2 separate regions of the Mus musculus genome follow, and region 1 is linked to region 2. A link is a contact called in public HiChIP or PLAC-seq data. All regions are on one chromosome and are shown on one strand. The core of a region is the stretch at or near the end of the contact, and the rest is flanking DNA. Distances in the headings are between cores, read along the strand shown.

Region 1 (2,893 bases), core at 296-2,795, 74 kb after region 2:
TGGAGTCAGAGGACCACTTCCAGGAGTTTATTATTCCACTGTGTGGGAGCCACGGATTGAACTCAGGCAGCAGGCACCTTTACTTGTTTAGCCACCTGGACAACCCATAATTTATGTCAGTTCCACTATATAGAGTTATTTATTATTAAACATTAAAATAATACACTGGTTTTCTTTTGTTTTTTTTTTTTTAAAGATTTATTTATTTATTATATCTAAGTACACTGTAGCTGTCCTCAGACACTCCAGAAGAGGGAGTCAGATTTCGTTACGGATGGTTGTGAGCCACCATGTGGTTGCTGGGATTTGAGCTCCTGACCTTTGGAAGAGCAGTCGGGCGCTCTTACCCACTGAGCCATCTCACCAGCCCTACACTGGTTTTCTTTTGATGTTTGAAAACCAGAGAATCTAATTACCTACATTCATTACTACATTTCAACCAAATCACCATTCATTTTCTCCCATCCTTTTGAGACTTGGTTGTCCCATTCTACAGACATGAGTTCTGAACTACACAGGAGTACACAAGACACAGTGCAGATGCAGCTTCAGGCATCTGGGTTCTGAGCCACCACCGGTCACATGTACTGATTTACATTTTTTCCCTTGTTTGCAGCATTTGCTTTTGGTTGCTTTCTCAGGTGTAGCTAACCATTCCTTTGTGTTTGATGTTTAAGGGACAAGCTTTGGAGTCCAAACAGGATGTTTTCCAAGGCCAAGAAGCAGCAGTAATGATGGATCAGAAGGCTGCACTATATGGACAGACATACCCAGCTCAGGGTCCTCCCCTTCAAGGAGGCTTTAACCTTCAGGGACAGTCACCATCGTTTAACTCTATGATGGGTCAGATTAGCCAGCAAGGCAGCTTTCCTCTGCAAGGCATGCATCCTAGAGCCGGCCTCGTGAGACCAAGGACCAACACCCCGAAGCAGCTGAGAATGCAGCTTCAGCAGAGGCTACAGGGCCAGCAGGTAAGACCGGGCTGTCAGGGGCTCTTAGGCTGTGCTCTCCGTGGCCCTTGCCACCGGCTCTCCACTCTTTGCTAACTAAAGGAATCCCTTTTGCTTTCACTTCTCTGTAAGATTTTGTTTATGCAGACAGTTCCTTGATAAGGAGTGTGTATTAAACTTGGGTATCTTTCTATATGTATATTCTTTGCTATAACATTAGCAGTGGCAAAATGGCTCAGTGGGTAAATGTACTTTCCAAGCAAGCCAGGCAAGCCAGTTTAATTCTTAGAGCCTTGCTTAGTGCATGCTGTTAATCCTAGCACTTGAGAGGCAGAAAGAAGCACAGGTCTCTGTGAGTTCCATGGGTCAGCCTGGTCTACAGAGTGAGTTCCAGGCCAGTTAGGACAGCACAGTGAGCTGTTTGACACAGGACAGGACAGCAGGAGGAGCAGTGTGTCTTGATGGCCCTTGGAAGGCATTTCCTCAGCTTTTTGTTTTAAAGACAAGATCTTGATGATTGTCTAGGGGACTTGTAACCACTTCTGTCTCAACCTCTCCTGCCGGGATTGCAGGCATGCAATGCGTTAAGCACCCCTGTTGACTCAGTATTTTAATGGAAATCACTTCTTGATGCACTTTGGGGCCGGAGGCATGCTCAGTGGTTAAGAACACTTGTTGCTCTTGCAGAGGACCCGTGTTCAGTTCCTGGCACCTACTGTGGGCAACTGACTGTCTAACCTCAGTTCTAGGGAATCCACACCCTCCTCTTTCCTTAATCTGCAGTTGCTTTAAAGCATATTTGTATGGTTGCACGGGCTGGTGAGTGCTTGTTACCAGGTGGCAGTGAGTCACCTGAGTAGGAGAGCCCAGGAAGCCAGAGCCAGGCTATGGCAGCCCCTGCAGCAGGCTCAGAACTGGGGAAGCTCTGTGCCTGTGCGCATGGTACTATTTTATAGCTTAGTCCTCCTTTCTATTAAGTGCTCACTAGTGTCTGATCAAGTCAGAGTAATTTTGATTGTCTGAGCAACAGTCCCTGGAGAAACTTGACACTGCATTCCTGCTGCAGTTGTTTAAGCCTCACACCGAGGCAGGGAATCGGCGCCAATGTCGCTGTCCAGGAACTCTGTCCTGCGAACTTTTTTTCTATTTTTTTTTTTTTTTTAAGGTTTCTTGTATTTTTAATAGTGTCTGTGCAGTTCGTGTTTGCGCGCGCACGCACGCACGCACGCACGCACGCATGCACGCCTGCAGAGGCCAGAGGTGTGAGGTGCACTAGAACTGGGGCAGTGGTGACTGAGCCACCATGTAGGTGCTGGGAAAGGAATCTGGTCCAGTGGATGGACTGTGCACGCTCTCAGCTGTAGAGCTGTCTTCCTTCTGCAGGATGTAAACGACGACGAACCAATTCAGTTTAAATGTGGCTCCCTAGCTTGGTGGGTCTGGAGAGATCTCACTGGGTGGGGGTAGTGTATAAAGCTGATTGGGGCTCACTAACACGCTCCACTTGACCTACTAACCCAACTCTGTTCAGTTTTTAAATCAGAGCCGGCAGGCACTTGAAATGAAAATGGAGAACCCTGCTGGCACTGCTGTGATGAGGCCCATGATGCCCCAGGTACGTTCCCTGCAGAGAAGGGGCCAGTCCAGGCGGGACCCACGCCCGGCCTGGCCTTAGCTATGCCTGTTAAATAATTCTGAAGTTTTTGTAAGAATTGGTTGTCACACTGTCTCTCTCTCTATATATATATATGTATGTATATATATGTGTGTGTGTGTGTGTATATATATATATATATATATATATATATATATATTAATGTTTATGAGTGTGTTATCTGCATGGATGTCTGTATCATGTGGAGGCCAGAAAAGGACATGAGATCTCCTGGACCTGGAGGTACAGATGGTTGTGAGCAGCCTTGTGGGTGTGGGAATTGAGCCAT
Region 2 (2,897 bases), core at 250-2,749:
TCTGAATATGGATAAAATTTTAGTACAGTACTGTGCTTGAATCAGTAATTATTTATTTTAATGTACTTTTGTTACATTTAGAATTATTATTACTATTTTTAGTTTTAAGATTAGATTTCTCTATGTAGCCCTGGATGGCCTGGAACTCAGAGATCCACTTGCCTCTGCCTTCTGAGTACAGGGATTAAGGGTGTGCACCACCACACCAGGTTTGGGACTTGGCTGCTGTGGGAATAACTCCAAGGGTAAACAGTGGACACTTGCAGAACAGTAAAGTAGTGCAGGTGGGAAATCCTTGAGGTGACAGCAGAACCTCAGGATAGGGTTAGTCTTATTCACACTGAAGACATTTTATACAGTTGTGTCCCAAGACGTCCTCTATTTTTTCCCATTAACTCCAAATTCCTTTACAAGTTCTTTTTACCTAAGAACTATCCATAAACCGGGGTTGCTAGTGCATGCCTTTAATCCAGCACTAGGGAGGCAGAGGCAGCCAGGTTTCTAAACTGGAGTCTAGCCTGGCCTACATTTATTGAATTTAACTTTGGCCTTATTTATTTTGGTCAGACTCCCCTCACCCCCATCCCCAACTTGGCTTTAAATCCCTGCTTTGAAGGAGGACTTTGAGTTTTTGTTTCTTCTGTTTCTGCCCCGGAGCCATGGGGTCACTGGGATTGCCTTCACTTGCTACCATCGGTTTTCTTGGAGGAGAGGCTGGTTCTGTAGAATGCTGCACATTCTGCGCTTTAATTTTTTAAAAAATTATTTATTTATTTATTTTCCTATTCCGTTAGATTCAGGTCACTTAACTTGGTAGTTTTCTGCTTTCTGCACTGCATCCTATCGGGGACATGGCGTGACAGTTTGAGTCACCTTTGGTGGCACCGAGTTTAAGATGTTCTTGGTTAAGGTGCTGTCTCTCAGTAATTCCCACTGTAAAGCAAGCTGTTCTCTGGTTTAAATCACAATACGCAGAGACCAAACCTGAGGACCAACACCTTGTGAGCCAAAACCTTTTTTTTTCCTTCGAGACAGGGTTTCTGTATAGCCCTGGCTGTCCTGGAACTCACTTTGTAGATCAGGCTGGCCTCGAACTCAGAAATCCGCCTGCCTCTGCCTCCTGAGTGCTGGGATTAAAGGCGTGTGCCATCACCGCAAGGCCCGAAACCTTTTCAAGTCAGTGACTTAGCAGGGCTCCTGACCTCGGGCCTCAGTTTGCTCCTCTGAAAAGTAAGGACAACGCCCCCTCAGCTACTGGTCTTGTGGGACGGTGCTTGGCGCACAATGAACACTCCATTGAAGTCAGGAATTCCAGGATGGAGACAGGCAAACGGGAAAACGAACCCAGAACGTCCTCTTCACCTCCAGCGGCTGGGTGAGCTGAGGGGAACCCAGGCCTCGCGGCCACGCCCCCTGCCTCGCGCACGGCCCCCTGGGACCCGTAGTGCTGGGCGTGGCCGCGGGACTACAAATCCCGGCGGCCCCCGCGCCGCGGCTTCAGCGGCGGCTGCCTCAGCTCCTCAGAGCGCCGGCGGCGGCCTCGGCGGAGTCGGTGTCGGCGGCCGGGGCTGAGCTGTGAGTTTCCGATCGAGAACAGCGTTGGGGAAGATGGCGGCGAGCGGTGAGTGGAGAGAAAGGCAGTGGCGAGCGGCGGGCGAGGCCGGCGGCATGGCCTGAGGCGGGGGTCCTGGGGTCGCCAGTAACGCGCGGCGCAGGCGACAGGGATCGCGCGGGCGGCGCTGGGCTCCGGGGCCCGTGCAGGGTCGCGAGGAGTTCGCGGCCGCGGCCTCTGCTTGCCGCTGGGGCTCCCCCCGCCGAATCTCGGGTCGGAGAAGCTCAGCCGAGTCTCCTCTTCCCGCCGGCGCCGCCCGGCGGAGCGGACACGGGCGGCTCCTCCGGCCGAAGCTGCGGCTCCGCTGCGAGCGGGCGCGGCGGACACGGAGTGTGCGGTGCCCGCGGGGTGTGTGCGGGGTGAGAGTGGGGTCTGTGGCGTGTGCGGGGTGTGTGGCATGGATGTGGGGGTCTGCGGGTTGTGCCAGGTGTGTTGGGTGGCCCCGGAGTCCGCCAGGTGTGTGGGGTGGATGCAGGCTGCGTGTGGGGGTCTGCAGGGTGGATGCTGGGCGAGGGAGCTGAGTGCGGTGTGCGAGGTGTGTGCTGGTGTGTGCCGGGTGAGTGGAGGTGCGAGGGGTGAGTGCAAGGTCTGCGGTCTGTGCGGGGCGAGGACCGGGTGGATGCGGGGTCCGCGATGTCTCCAGGGTGGATGCTTGGCGGATGAGGAGTCCGAGGTGTGTGTAGCGTGGATGCAGGGTCGGCCGTCTGTATGGGATGAGTGTGGGGTCTCTCCCTCTCTGTGCGGCGTGGATAGGGGCTCTGCCGTCTTGTGTCGGCTATCATCGAGGTCGCTTTCATCTTCTGAAATTCCCAGTCTAGGTTCGTTCATTGATTCTGTTTGCAGTAGTTTAAATGAAGTGGGAGGCAGTGCTACTTCCCTAGGCAGCTTGAGGGTGGCTAGGGTGGAAAAGTTAAGCAGGAGAGCAGCTCGGAGAGGCCAGAGCATCGTAGGCCCGCGGAGCAGGAGCCTAGGACTCCACACTGTATGACACTGGAAGGTTGGAAAGTGTCTTTAAGTCGAGAAACTTTTTCCCCCTCCCAAATGCGAAGACTTCCTTTTTTTTTTTTTTTGGTTGCAGTTTCTGAGTAGCGCTTCAAAGCCAACTTGTTTTTGTAATTAAGCTTGTGAGGTTAAAAACCAGGAAGGCGAGTCAGTCCCCTGTCTGCTGAAGGGCTAGGTGGACGAATAAGATGAGAGGTCCTGTATCAGGGTTTCTGGACTGAGATTTAAATGTCGGGGACCCTCGGCTTGGTTGACAGATCTCTGCTGCGCCAAAGCCTCAGCA

The links. HiChIP or PLAC-seq counts read pairs in DNA pulled down with a chosen protein or histone mark.
Region 1: a contact with region 2 is called in an H3K27ac HiChIP or PLAC-seq map of embryonic stem cells, with 8 read pairs. The contact joins the enhancer-like site here to the promoter of Ncoa3 in region 2. A contact is called at or near these places in 3 of 39 promoter capture datasets (hippocampal neurons and liver), 10 of 484 Hi-C or Micro-C datasets (the P5424 cell line, bone marrow-derived macrophages, cerebellum and 1 more), 5 of 115 datasets of contacts at active chromatin or transcription factors (the HPC-7 cell line and embryonic stem cells) and 4 of 9 other capture datasets (adipose tissue, embryonic stem cells, liver and 1 more).

The regions. Positions count from the first base shown.
Region 1 is chr2:166,065,081-166,067,973 of GRCm38.p6, forward strand. Ncoa3 (nuclear receptor coactivator 3) reads left to right here. Exons shown (of 23, transcript NM_008679.3): 18 at 678-971; 19 at 2,482-2,565. Among named protein-coding and RNA genes, the nearest start is that of Gm52534, 54 kb to the right of the region's middle. Within about 2 kb of position 1,546, at least 5 of the 459 cell types and tissues checked have an H3K27ac peak or open chromatin away from gene starts, as enhancers often do. A contact at or near this core is called in embryonic stem cells, where this site is marked.
Region 2 is chr2:165,991,138-165,994,034 of GRCm38.p6, forward strand. It overlaps Ncoa3 (nuclear receptor coactivator 3), which reads left to right and starts at 1,500. Exons shown (of 23, transcript NM_008679.3): 1 at 1,500-1,621. LOC115489489 (soluble scavenger receptor cysteine-rich domain-containing protein SSC5D-like) reads right to left here and starts at 2,644. Exons shown (of 2, transcript XM_030252296.1): 1 at 1,203-2,644. The coding sequence starts at 2,557. The coding sequence ends at 1,466.